Regions from separate parts of the Sus scrofa genome. Here region 1 is linked to region 2. The links are chromatin contacts, called in public Hi-C maps. All regions are on one chromosome and are shown on one strand. Each heading gives the region's core, a stretch centred on a gene start, on an enhancer-like site or on the middle of the called end of the contact. The rest is flanking DNA. Distances are from core to core; before and after follow the strand shown. Region 1 has its middle 69 kb from the start of PROK2. Region 2 overlaps EIF4E3 (eukaryotic translation initiation factor 4E type 3).

Region 1 (2,705 bases), core at 201-2,700, 140 kb after region 2:
AACCAGAATGAGGAAAGGGACTTAATCTGAAAGGTGGAGTGTCATCGATATAATAATTAAGATTAAAAACCACCACACAGGAGTTCCCATTGTGGCTCAGTGGGTTAAGAACCCAACTAGTATCCATGAAGATGTAGGTTCGATCCCTGGCCTCACTCAGTATGTTAACAATCTGGCTTTGCCACAAGGTGTGGTGTAATTCATAGACATGGCTCATGACATGGCTGGTGTTGCTGTGATCCAATTCGACCCCTAGCCTGGGAATTTCCATATGTCCTGTGCCCTAAAAAGACAAAATTTTTTGCCCTAAAAAGACAAAAAACAAGAACAACCCCCCTACCACCACCACATACACAATAGCCAAATAAAATCGGCAGTGTGGGGCTGACATTTTCAGTGATTTCATTGCGGCTTTGTGGCTTTCTAACTTAAAAAAAGAAAAGGGAGTTCCCTGGTGGCCTAGTGGTTAAGGATCTGGCATTGTCAGTGTTGTGGCTTGGGGGTCTGTGGTGGTGTGGGTTTAACCCCTGGCCTGGGAAAGTGCGTATGCCATGGGCATGGCCAAAAAATAAAGAAAAAGAAAAGTAAGAAGAGTATCAGTGGATACAGTGATTCTCTTGCCATTTCCAGGGGTGCTGAATGAACCCGCTATCTCTTTGCAATGACAGTGGAGCCAATGGTGGAGGATCAGGGCTTTAATTACCAGGCAAGGCAGATGCTGGCTCTGTCCTTCCTGACAAGTCCATTGCCAGCCCCAGAATGACACCATAGGCCTGGCTCCAAGTCAGACTGCAAGGAAATGAGAGTTTGGCTACTCAGAGAGCTGGAAGGCTGCATCAAGTTAGGGCTTTAAATCCAAGCTGCCTTTCCCCTCCAAGACTTTGCTTTCTCTTCCATTGATACATATCACTGAGAAATAAGCAGGAGATGTCTGTGAAGCTTCCAGTCTCATGAAACGGAAACAGAGGGGACTGAGGTGATCGGGAAGGAAATGGTTGATAAAGGAAATAATCTTTGCAGCTGAGATGCTGACACACACGTACATGCATAAACATCCACACACATGTGCATATATGCGTAATAAGAAGCCTTCAGCTATTTTATGCTTTTGCTCAGCCCTTAGGGGCAGGAAAGAACAGAACAATCTAAAGACTGATTATGTGGTTGCTGACCTGCCGTATAATTCCAAAGAAAAATGAGTGAGCATGACGTTTAATTCCTCAATATTCAATTTATTATATTTGAATAATAACTGTATAATAATAATCATCCCCCTAATATTCAATTTATTATCACCCCAGTACTTTGTCTTATCTATGCTGCAATATTAAAAAGCAGGTCTCATAATCCCCATTTTACAGATTAAGAAACCAAGACTCTGAGACGTTAAACTGCTCCCAAACCACAGAACAGTGAGTGGCCCATTTGCAATTTAATCCCCCAAGTGTCAGACTGCAGTACAACACTGCCTCCTAGCTCCTTCATTCAGCAAGTGGCCAAATGTCTCCACGTGCTGCATAGTCTGATTATGAGAGAACTATTGTGGAAATTTTAAAAATGTGGCTTTACAAAAATGCAGATAATAGATCTTCCTTGACTGATGGGGGCGGGGAGGAATCCCTCAATAAACCCATCATAAGTTGGAAATATCTCACATCGAAATGCATTTAATACACTTAATTTACTGAACATCACAGCTTAGCCTAACCTACCTTAAATGTGCTCAGAGCACTTACCCAAGTCTACAATTGGACAAAATCATCCAACACAAAGTCTTTTTTGTGTTTTCCTTTTTAGCGCTGCACCCACGGCATATGGATATTCCCAGGCTAGGGGTTAAATCAGAGCTGCTGCTGCTAGCCTATACCACAGCCAAAGCAAAATGGGATCTGAGCCACACCTGCAAACTACACCACAGCTCATGGCAATGCCAGATCCTTAACCCACTGAGCAAGGCCAGGGATTGAACCCACATCCACATGGATACTAGTTGGGGTCTTAACCCACTGAGCCACAACAGGAACACCACAAAGCTTTTTTTATAATAAAGTGTTGAGCAGCTCATGTGGTTTATTGGAGACTCTAATGAAAGTAAAAAACGGAGTGGATGTCTGGGTAGAGAAAGCTTGTAATTTGGTTGTTTGCCTTGTGATCTGTGGCTGCCTGGGACCTGCTGCCCTTGACTCTGCCCAGCATCACCAGAGAGAATCTCCCTGCAGATGGGGAGTCCAGGGAGAAAACACAATTTAGAATTCGAGGTACACCATCTACTGAATGTGTATCACTTTCACACCATCATCAAATTGGAAAAGCCCAAGTCAAACCATTGTAAGTCAGGGATCATCTGCATTAAGTTTCAGCTTGAAAGACAAAATCCAAGTGATGGACCAAAGAGACTTTCTCAAGCAGCCCTGTCTTACTATAATTACCCCAAAGTAGCGTAAATTAGAATGTTCTTTTGGAGGGTAATTTTGCCCCACTCTGAAGGAATCCAGTTTTTTTTTTTTTTTTAATATACCCAAGAATGAGATCCAATGAAAAAATAAGTTAGCATGTATATGTATGTTTACAACCAACTTTAATATCAAGATAGGAATATACACAGTCTTTGCCTTTGACTTTTAAAGAGACTCTGCTCTGCTAATTCTTTTTTTTTTCCTTTTTTTCTGCTAATTCTTTTTTTTTTTTTCTTTTTTCTTTTTTCT
Region 2 (2,700 bases), core at 47-2,546:
CAGGCCCCATGTGATGCATGCTAAATCTTGGGTGATCTCTCTATACATAAAAGTTTGAAACTTGGCTTACATCATCTAAAGCAAAGAATGTGAACAACCTGGGAAATAAAAGCTAATGAACTATAGATAGCATTATCAGAAAAACATTAAAAAAAATCATTATTCTCACAGATGCATTTTTTTCATCACTCAAAGAGATGATTAAGATAGGGTTATTGTTAAATGCGAAGGAGAATCCTAAAAGGCACTTAAATATGAATTTTAGGTGGAGTTCCCCTGACTTAATTATCTTCCATAACTCTGGCCCCCAATTTCCTTACAGGAGGAATTAAGGGACAGGCCCAGATGACCTCTCGAGTCCTATCCAGGGCCCCTATTTTATGATATGTGTCCCATTCATTGTTCATATTCACAGGGAAGCAGTATTCAGTGAGGTGATGGATGCCGCTGGTTGGGGTCACATGATCCTTAATTCAAATTCTGTTTCTGTTCTCAGTTAGCTGTGTGACCGCAGGGGAAGTGACTTTTCTGGGCTTCAACTGTCTCATCTGTAAAATGTTGCTGGCACATGCTACTTCAGTATGGTGAGGACTCGGGGGGTAATTACACACCCTTAGCTCCTAGCCTGTTGCCCAGTACACCCAAGTGAACAGTTGTGAACGTTAACAGGTTAAAGTGGAAAAAGATGTTTAAAATATTATATATGGTACAGGACAGCCAAGGTACACAGGCTCCATGCACGCAGTAAATATTTGGGGAAAAAAGAATGATGACACTGATTCACTTTACGTGAGAGATCATTTCATTTTGGCCAAGAGAATAACCTAAGAGGGGAAAACTTCAGAGCCAGGGATATGTCTACTAAAAGTCAGTCTTCCGTTGAATTTACTAACATCAGCTTCCGCCATCAGAGAGAAAATCTGCACACGCCCAGAGACTTGATGAAGGCCACATCCCTTGTACATTGTTCATGCCATTAAAGACGATTTCACTGCAATCACTTTTACTTTATTTGCTTTTTAGGGCCACACCCTCAGCATATGGAGGTTCCCAGGCTAGGGGCTGAATCGGATCTGTAGCTGCTGACCTATGCCACAGGCACAGCAATGTCAGATCCAAGCCTCGTCCGCGACCTATACCGAAGCTCACGCAATGCTAGATCCTTGACCAACTGAGCAAGGCCAGGGGTTGAACCTGCATCCTCGAAGATGCTAGTCAGATTTGTTTCTGCTGAGCCACGATGGGAACTCCTGTAATCACTTTTTTAGATAGATCTGTGGCTTGTGGGTACACCAGCTTCCTGTTTGAGAGTCACCTGCAAAACTGGGCCAGGGCCTACTACTAACATTTAATGATGCATCTATTGAAACTGTCTGCATAATCTGAATGCTTTATTTTTGCATATTTATTTCATTTTTTCTTGTTTCTGTCTAGTGTCACTCCTGGCCTAGGAGTTCCTTGACAGTAGTAACAGGGACTCTTTTTATCTCGATATCTAATTAGTCCTTTAGCACAGAGAGGTGCAGTAAAAGAGATGTAGAATAGTTTGAGAGGTGACAAACGAACTAAAAAAGGCCAGGTTCTCAACTGCCACCATGCCAGGTCACCCAAGTCTTGCCAGCAGTCTTGGGTCTGGAAATAATAAAATGGTGTTAGGAATACTGAAAATAGGAAAATATATTTTCAAGAAGCAGTACAACAAGGGCGAGTAACTTTTCTGAGTGAGGCTGCTCAGGGCCCTGAGGCCGAGCTGTAGGAGGCAACTACAACCCACAGCTGGATAGGCCAGAAGTCCCTAGGTCAAGGCCTTTCCCTGCCTGATCTAGCCAGAAACACTTTGCCTCTTACAGAAAGTTTAATTCTGGGCATTAAGAGAGCTTGTGGGTTCAGAAAGGCAAGAATAGGGGAAAATAATGGGAAAAGTGGAGGTGCCAGCCACTTTCTTCCTATCACCCAAGGCCTCCCATGCCTCATCCCAGGAGGCGACTCCTGGAGTAACAAGGATGACCTGGGAATCCTCTTTGTCAAGCCTGATCCCACCACATCCCCATTACATTTGCTATTAGGGAGCCACTGTTGGAATCCTTTGAAGGTGTTCCGCCCTGAAAGGAGTGGAAAGTCAGTACCCCTTTGAGCTCTTCACTGATGCTACTGATGTGACGCACCCCCCCTGGGAGGCCCAGGTCCATGCTGCTACCTTTGCATCCTCAGCACCTACAAGGGTGACTGGCAACTAATATGCTCAGTTAATCTGATCCATAATCAGAAAAGTGACTGTCAAATTTTGGGCAGTTGTTACAAATGCCTACTCTACCCCAAAGGTCTGAGGAAGTAGGTCTGGGGCAGGGTATATAGCATATCTTGTAACACTGACCAGGTGCGGCTAAACCTTAATGGGGTGGGGTTGGTCAGTGATGGAGTAAGGGCTCACCTTTGTGATTTTTTTTTTTTTTTTTTTTTGTCTTTTTGCCTTTTCTAGGGCCACTCCCACGGCATATGGAGATTCCCAGGCTAGGGGTCCAATCGGAGCTGTAGCCACCAGCCTATGCCAGAGCCGCAGCAACGCGGGATCTGAACTGTGTCTGTGTGAGCCACACCACAGCTCATGGAAATGCCAGATCCTTAACCCACTAAGCAAGGCCAGGGATCGAACCCACAACCTCATGGTTTCTAGTCTGATTCCTTAACCACTGAGCCACA

What was found. Hi-C and Micro-C count contacts between places; a contact is called where the count stands out from the background.
Region 1: a Hi-C map of embryonic fibroblasts shows a contact between it and region 2, with 4 times the contacts expected there. The contact joins two enhancer-like sites. A contact is called at or near these places in 23 of 47 Hi-C or Micro-C datasets (adipose tissue, alveolar macrophages, blood and 14 more) and 2 of 2 datasets of contacts at active chromatin or transcription factors (alveolar macrophages and skeletal muscle).

The regions. Positions count from the first base shown.
Region 1 is chr13:53,251,856-53,254,560 of Sscrofa11.1, forward strand. No RefSeq gene overlaps it. Among named protein-coding and RNA genes, the nearest start is that of PROK2, 69 kb to the left of the region's middle. Within about 2 kb of position 1,451, at least 5 of the 83 cell types and tissues checked have an H3K27ac peak or open chromatin away from gene starts, as enhancers often do.
Region 2 is chr13:53,114,190-53,116,889 of Sscrofa11.1, forward strand. The region is part of intron 2 of EIF4E3 (eukaryotic translation initiation factor 4E type 3); the gene reads right to left. Among named protein-coding and RNA genes, the nearest start is that of GPR27, 36 kb to the right of the region's middle. Within about 2 kb of position 1,297, at least 4 of the 83 cell types and tissues checked have an H3K27ac peak or open chromatin away from gene starts, as enhancers often do.